Linked DNA regions of Ovis aries: region 1 is linked to region 2. The links are chromatin contacts, called in public Hi-C maps. All regions are on one chromosome and are shown on one strand. Each heading gives the region's core, a stretch centred on a gene start, on an enhancer-like site or on the middle of the called end of the contact. The rest is flanking DNA. Distances are from core to core; before and after follow the strand shown. Region 1 has its middle 15 kb from the start of TRNAC-ACA. Region 2 holds the start of STK24 (serine/threonine kinase 24).

Region 1 (3,187 bases), core at 227-2,726, 47 kb after region 2:
GACGCAACCGAGCAACTTCACTTTCTTTTCATCCCAGTGCTTTAATTCTGTAATGTCTACCGGATGTCTGTGGACAGTAACAAAACCAAAACCAGTCCAACACAAGAACAATGCTGGGGTTAGCAAGGACATTTAGTGTCTCATCTAGTCTCTGACGGGTGCAGATACTTTGGGGCCTGCTCAGGGAGGCTTCTTTATAACTCCCAGAACATCCGATATGGCTGAGTTGACATTCTCAAAAATATGGGAGAATCAGCTTTAAGGCGATAAGAGTGTTTTTCCTGAGGCTTAAGCATAAAGATGAAGGCAGGGGAGGGGACACCTCTTCTGAATACTTTCATGGAAAGTTATTCTACTTTGTGAAGGAAGAGCTGGAAAAGCACATGAAACTCTATTCCACAAGGTTTCATTCACTGTTAGCAGGGAACCTGATTCATTCTTTCCTGAAGGTGGTGGTCGGGCTGCCTGTGTTCTGTATCTGATCATTGCTAGCATCAGCCATCAGATTACCCCGAGCAGTCGCCAAGCATAACCCCGCTGATGCCGTTATGGTCTTTCATAGCATTCTCCTTTCCGCCCCCAGCCTGTACTGCCACCTGTCACACCGCCTACAGCTCCGCAGGGTGACTTCCAGGGGGAATTTTGTTTGCTTTCCAAAGGAGATGGGCCAGAGAGTCACTTCCCCTGAAACTCTAAAATGATGCCCACAGATTTGATGGCTCAGTAACTGGAGCACCCACACGGGGGAGATGATTCCAAAATAAGTGAAAACCACCCCAGACCTCCATCTGATCATCTCCCCCCCTCTCCACCCCTGGGGTGGGCAGGCTGGGATGATGTGGCCAGCCCATGGGGGAGGGTAGTGAGGATTCTGGAAAGAAGATCTTCAGGCCCAAGATGGCACATGGCAAAATATCTTTCATAGCCTTGCCTGTGGTGACCACGGACGACGTCCCTGGTCCTCAAAAGCGTCTCTAGCCCCCTGGATGCATCAGAGGCACCTATGCTGGAAGGAGAGGCGGATACTGCCCTCACTCACTCTACCCATCCCCCACCCCGGACGGAGCCTTCTCTCTTCAGAAACTTGAGCAGCTGGTCTGACCTTTGTGGAAATAAAAAGCAACCAAATGGGTGTCCCTGATGGCTCAGATGGTAAAGAATCCACCTGCAATGCAGGAGACCTAGGTTCCATCCCTGGGTTGGGAAGAACCCCCTGGAGAAGGGAACGGCTACCCACTCCAGTATTCTGGCCTGGAGAATTCCATGGACTGTGTAGTCCAAGGGGTTGCAAAGAGCAACTTTCATTGAAACTGAAAAGAGAAAGCGGGGAGGCTATCAAGTCAGCTCTTGCTGTAGCAAGGGAGGCAGCAGCCAACACTTGCCTTTGGCAGAGACTCAAGGGCAGGCAGAGGGGTGGGAAAGATACAGAGAACAGGGAAGGCTCCTCCCTGATTGGAGGCTGCTGGCCGTGGGAAGCTGGGGGCGGGCCAGTAGGAGCGGAGCTCCTATGTGATTGGTTGGGGGCCACGTTTGGCTTTCTCCGGTTGGCTGCGAGTTGGAAGTGAGAACAAAAATTAGGGAAGCTGGCAGTTGTTAAGCGAGTCCCGGCCCCCCCACCTTTTTTTTTTTTTCCCAACTGCTAGAATGATTATTGCTTCCTGGACTGGTTGCTAGAGTTACTGGCCTGACCTCCTACAAGTCTGACGTACACAGCTGGCTGGCTTCCTGGACTGCACATCAATGTCCTAACAGACCCCTCCCCCCGGTGCCCCCTCTCCCCACATTTACACGCCTAACTCTAAAACAACTGTTTTCTTAACACATCTTTCTTCAATCCTCACCTCCTCCTGGCAAAGCTTCGTAATTGTGAGGTCTCTGTGGACATTTGCTAAAAGCAACCCGGTTAAGGTGTGACGCACCCTGCAGTGCCTTCCCAGGTGCTTCTGCGTCTCTAAAGAAGACGCTGATTAAAGCTCATTCAGCTGCAACTCCGGAGAGTCCTGGGGTGTGACTCGGGGAAAGAATGCTGGCAGTAAAAGAGGGGAGTATCTTGGGTCACAGGTAATTATGTCCTGTGCAGTGGAAGGGCCTCTTTGATTTCACTGCTTTGCTCAGAGGACAGCCACAGCCAAGGGCAGGCTGCACAGGGACAAGGTAGCAAGGGATTTGGTGCCACGTGGAGTGACACAATTCCTAGGACTTTCACCGGCCACCCGGCCTCTCAGGTGGGAGATGGACTCAAAACACGTGGGCCATCAGCAACCATCTTGGGACATTTACAAAATTCCCTTCCTGTAGACTTAGGCTCAATATTTTGATGCTCATAGAGCATGTTCTGCCTACAATTCAAAACCCACAAGTAAGAAATTCAGCAGCTGGGGACTTCCCTGGTGGTCTCTGGGCTTCCCTGGCAGCTCGGTTGGTAAAGAACCTGCCTGCAATGTATTGGACCCAGGTTCGATCCCCGGGTTGGGAAGATACCCTGGAGAAGGAAATGGCAACTCCAGCATTCTTGATTGGAAAATCCTATGGACAGAGGAGCCTGGCGAGCTACCATTCATGGGGTCACAAGAATCAGACACGACTTAGGGACTAAACTACCACTGCCAGTGGTTAGGAATCCACCTGCCAATGCAGGAGACTGTGTTTTGTCCCTGATCTGGGAAGATTCCACATGCCAAGGAGCATGTGGAACTAAGCCTCATGCACCACAAGCACCACAACTACTGAGCCTGTGCGCCAGAGGCCAGAAACTGCAACTACTGAGCCCCAGAACCGGCGCTCCACAAGAGAAGCCGCCACAGAGAGAGACCCACAGAGCGCAACCAGAGAGTGGCTCCCGCTCGCCACAGAGAAAAGCCCCCACACGGCAATGAAGACCCAGCACAGCCGGAAATAAATACATCAATCTTACAAAAAAATCAGCAGCTGAAAACTTTGGGAGAGAAGCTGCAGACCTCTGGGCCCGACTGCCTTCGTCGGGTCCATAGGAGGATTCGTGTCTCTGCCTGTCCCTGACCTGAGATTCATCCCCGGTGCTGTGCAAAGTGTGGGGAATAGGTTATAAACAAAATCTGCTCCTATGCCCGAAAACCTCTCCATGATGGCAGAAGAGAAAGAAAACAGTTTGACTATTGAGCAAGCGTTAAACCAGAATGTGATGGGTATGGCAGGCAGTCTGCTGAAG
Region 2 (3,057 bases), core at 112-2,611:
ATCCCAAACATTTGCCACCATTTACCCGTTTATACACATCACAAACTAGCCGAGGAAGGTGGTTTTTATTTTTCAAACGCCTAAACATAATCCCCGAAGGCGAAAAACTTTCTTTGATGCATCCTCGCCCCCACTCCAGAAAAAAATTATTAAGCCGCTGGGAGGCCAACAGGCCACAAAGAAGCCACGGAGAGGGTTAGTGGGAAGGGACTCTCCGTGGTCGGATCCAATCGAGTTTCCAAGTCCAGCCCAGAGTCCCGGGACCCACGCTGTCCGAGTGCAAGCTGTCCGATCGATTCCTCCCTTCCAGAACGGACTTCCAGGCTTCGCACCTTCCCGTCCGTCTGCACCGGGAGGAAGCGCGCGGAGCAACGCGCTGAAAGCGGAGCTGGCGCTTACCCCTTCCTCTCCCCGCCCTGTCTCCTCCACCCGCCGGGCCGGGACGAGCCGGGGCGCGCCCGGGGGCCCCCTCTCCGGGGTAGGGGGGGTGGGGAGGGACAAGGGCCTCCACCGCTGCCCACCCCTAGCCCGCACCCGGGCCCCGAGAACGAGCCGGGCCTCCAAGGGCATTTCTCCACATCACTTCTTCCCAGGGGATGGGCCGGCGCGGGGCCTGCTGCTCGGGAGGGGGACGCGAGGAGGGCGACTGGGCCAGCAGCGCACATTCTCCCCTCCCCGGACCACCGGGACTCCCGGCCCGCGAGGGCCGCCTCCGGGCCGCGGCCCCCCAGGTCCCTTCACGACCCCCACCCCACCCGCGAGACCCGGGCCGCGGGGCCGGGCAGGACGCCCCGGAGGCGGCGAGCGCGGCGCGGGAGGCCGGCGCGACCCCGGAAGGGGCAGCGTTCGGGGGAACTGGGGGTTGGGGGAGCGGCCGTGTTTACACCGCCAAGTTCCCCGCTTCCGCCCCGGCCCGCGCATCCCTCCCGCCCCTCGGCGGCCCGGTTCCTGCCTGTACCTGCATGCCGGGCAGGCCCGACTGCACCGGGGAGTGAGCCATGGCGGTCAGGACGGCCACTTCCTGGGACGGGACGGCCGGGCCGCGGCGATCCGCGCGGGCGACGAGGCCCGCGGGCCGCGCGCAGCCCTCCTCGGGCGGCCGGGGGCGGGAGATGGGGGGCCGGCCGGCCGGAGCCCGAGGCCACCCTAGCCCCCCGTGGGTCCTGGGCCGGGCGGCGGGCTCAGGGGCGGGTGGCGGGCCTCGTCTCCATGCACCGCGCCGGGGACGGGCTGCGAGGAGCGCGGGGCCTCCCTACGAGCGGCCGCCCTGCTGCTGCTGCTGCCGCCGCCGCCGCCGCCGCCGCTGCTGCTGGACTGGAACCGGGCGGCCTGGGCCCGCGCGCTGGCGCCTGGAGCTGGAGTGGGGCGCGCACCGCCGGCCGAGCCCGCGAGCGCCGAGCGCGCCCCGCCCCGGCCCGGCCCCCGCGCCCGCCCCCGCGGCCGGGCCGGGGACCCCGCCCCGCGCTTCCGGGAGGGGGAGGAGGCTCGCGGCCGCCCGGCGCCCTAGGCCGCAGCGGTCCGCGCCGCCGCCGGGCCGGGCCGGGTAGAGGTCCGCGCGGCTCCCGCGGGCTAGACCAGGTGGAGGGGGACGCGCGGGCGGGTGCGGGGCTAGGGGCCTCAGTTAGCGGGGGGCAGGGGTCCCCCCCGGTGGTGAGATGGGAGGGCGCGGGTCTTCGGAGTCAGGGATGGGCCATGCGCCCACCCCGCCCTGCAGGCCCGGGCCGGTCGGACGCCCCGGGGGATCTGGGCTTGCCTTCCAAAGAAGCCCACCCCTCTCGGCCTGGCGACGGGCCCCAGGCCACTTCCCCGAGGGCAGAGCCTGGGGACCCGGCGGGGGCCTCGGCCAGCGGCCGGTTCAAAACTACCGGGGCGGAGCTTCTTCGGTGTCCGGGTGAAGTTTCCAAACCAACCCAAGGAGGAAGCCCTCCGGGAGGGGAGAGGCCGAAAGCGGTTCGTTTCCCGTGCTTTGGCTGCTTGAAAGCACTTGGAATACTAGGAGCTGTGAACTTAGCCAACAAACAGTGAGGGGGCTGAACCCCATCGTCTCTGGGCCCCGGACCAAGGCGTGGGGGCGGGGGACGTCCACCCACCAGAAGGGAGAAGCGGGCAGGGAGGGCCGAGGAGGAAGGGAAGACAATGGAAGGAAACGATGTCTAGACTTTCCCCTGCCTCTCTCCCGCTCTTTCGGCTGCCTCCACCTTCTGGTCACCTCTCCTCCGACTCCAGAGGAAAGAAGCAAGAAGGAGTGAGTCACTGCTGCCTCCAGAAAGTAGTAGTTTGTTTACAACGACCAACAGCGGCAGTCCCCTGAAGGGACCGGCTGCAGCTGGGGTTGCTAGGACCCCGACGTCTACATTCGTGCCCGTGAATGACGTTGCACCAAGGCTGGGTGAGGCTGGACCTCCAAAAATTAGCCCATAGAGTTCGCAGACCGCTGGAAGAAGTTGAAAAGCCCTCCACCGAATGAGGGGTGTTTCTTAGAGGTGTCAACTGGATTCAGAGTTCCCTGCGGTGCTCTGGATCAGATAAGCAATGACTTAAAAACCTACTCCCCGCTTTCCTTTGGGAAATTATGCATGTTTTGTATCCTCAGCATCTTCCAGGATACTTTCAGATACCTCACGGTGGTCCCTGGTGTGCGACCGTCACTGAGCCCTGAAACCCTGCCACCCCCAAATACTGTGAAGAGAATAGAGCAAATACAAACTTTAAAAAAAAAGCATGAACCCTGATGCTTAGGGCGCTCACCGGCTTGTGTAAATTTTGTGTACACACACACAAAAAGCGTACATAAAGAGACAGACGGCAGATCAGACAAGCGTGTGAATATTAAAAAATGTTCATCTTTAACCCAGGCATTTTCCTAAGGAAACAACGGAGAAGTGCAGAAGAATGGATATAAAAAATGCAATGTGGTGATATTTATGATGGTGGTAAAATTGGGAACCGATTAAAAGTCTGAGACTTACTTAAATGATAATATAGTCATACAGTCATTTAAAGTGATGTACTTCAATATTTACTAACACGGGAAAATATTTTCAAGATATATTGTTA

Evidence for each region. Hi-C and Micro-C count contacts between places; a contact is called where the count stands out from the background.
Region 1: a Hi-C map of hypothalamus shows a contact between it and region 2, with 2.8 times the contacts expected there. The contact joins the enhancer-like site here to the promoter of STK24 in region 2. A contact is called at or near these places in 10 of 16 Hi-C or Micro-C datasets (blood, hypothalamus, liver and 4 more).

Annotation. Positions count from the first base shown.
Region 1 is chr10:74,939,490-74,942,676 of ARS-UI_Ramb_v3.0, forward strand. No RefSeq gene overlaps it. Among named protein-coding and RNA genes, the nearest start is that of TRNAC-ACA, 15 kb to the right of the region's middle. Within about 2 kb of position 1,477, at least 35 of the 54 cell types and tissues checked have an H3K27ac peak or open chromatin away from gene starts, as enhancers often do. A contact at or near this core is called in hypothalamus, liver and tail adipose tissue, where this site is marked.
Region 2 is chr10:74,892,371-74,895,427 of ARS-UI_Ramb_v3.0, forward strand. It overlaps STK24 (serine/threonine kinase 24), which reads right to left and starts at 1,362. Exons shown (of 11, transcript XM_012184878.4): 1 at 959-1,362. The coding sequence starts at 1,000. LOC121820461 (a long non-coding RNA gene) reads left to right here and starts at 1,478. Exons shown (of 2, transcript XR_006061002.2): 1 at 1,478-1,578; 2 at 2,227-2,974.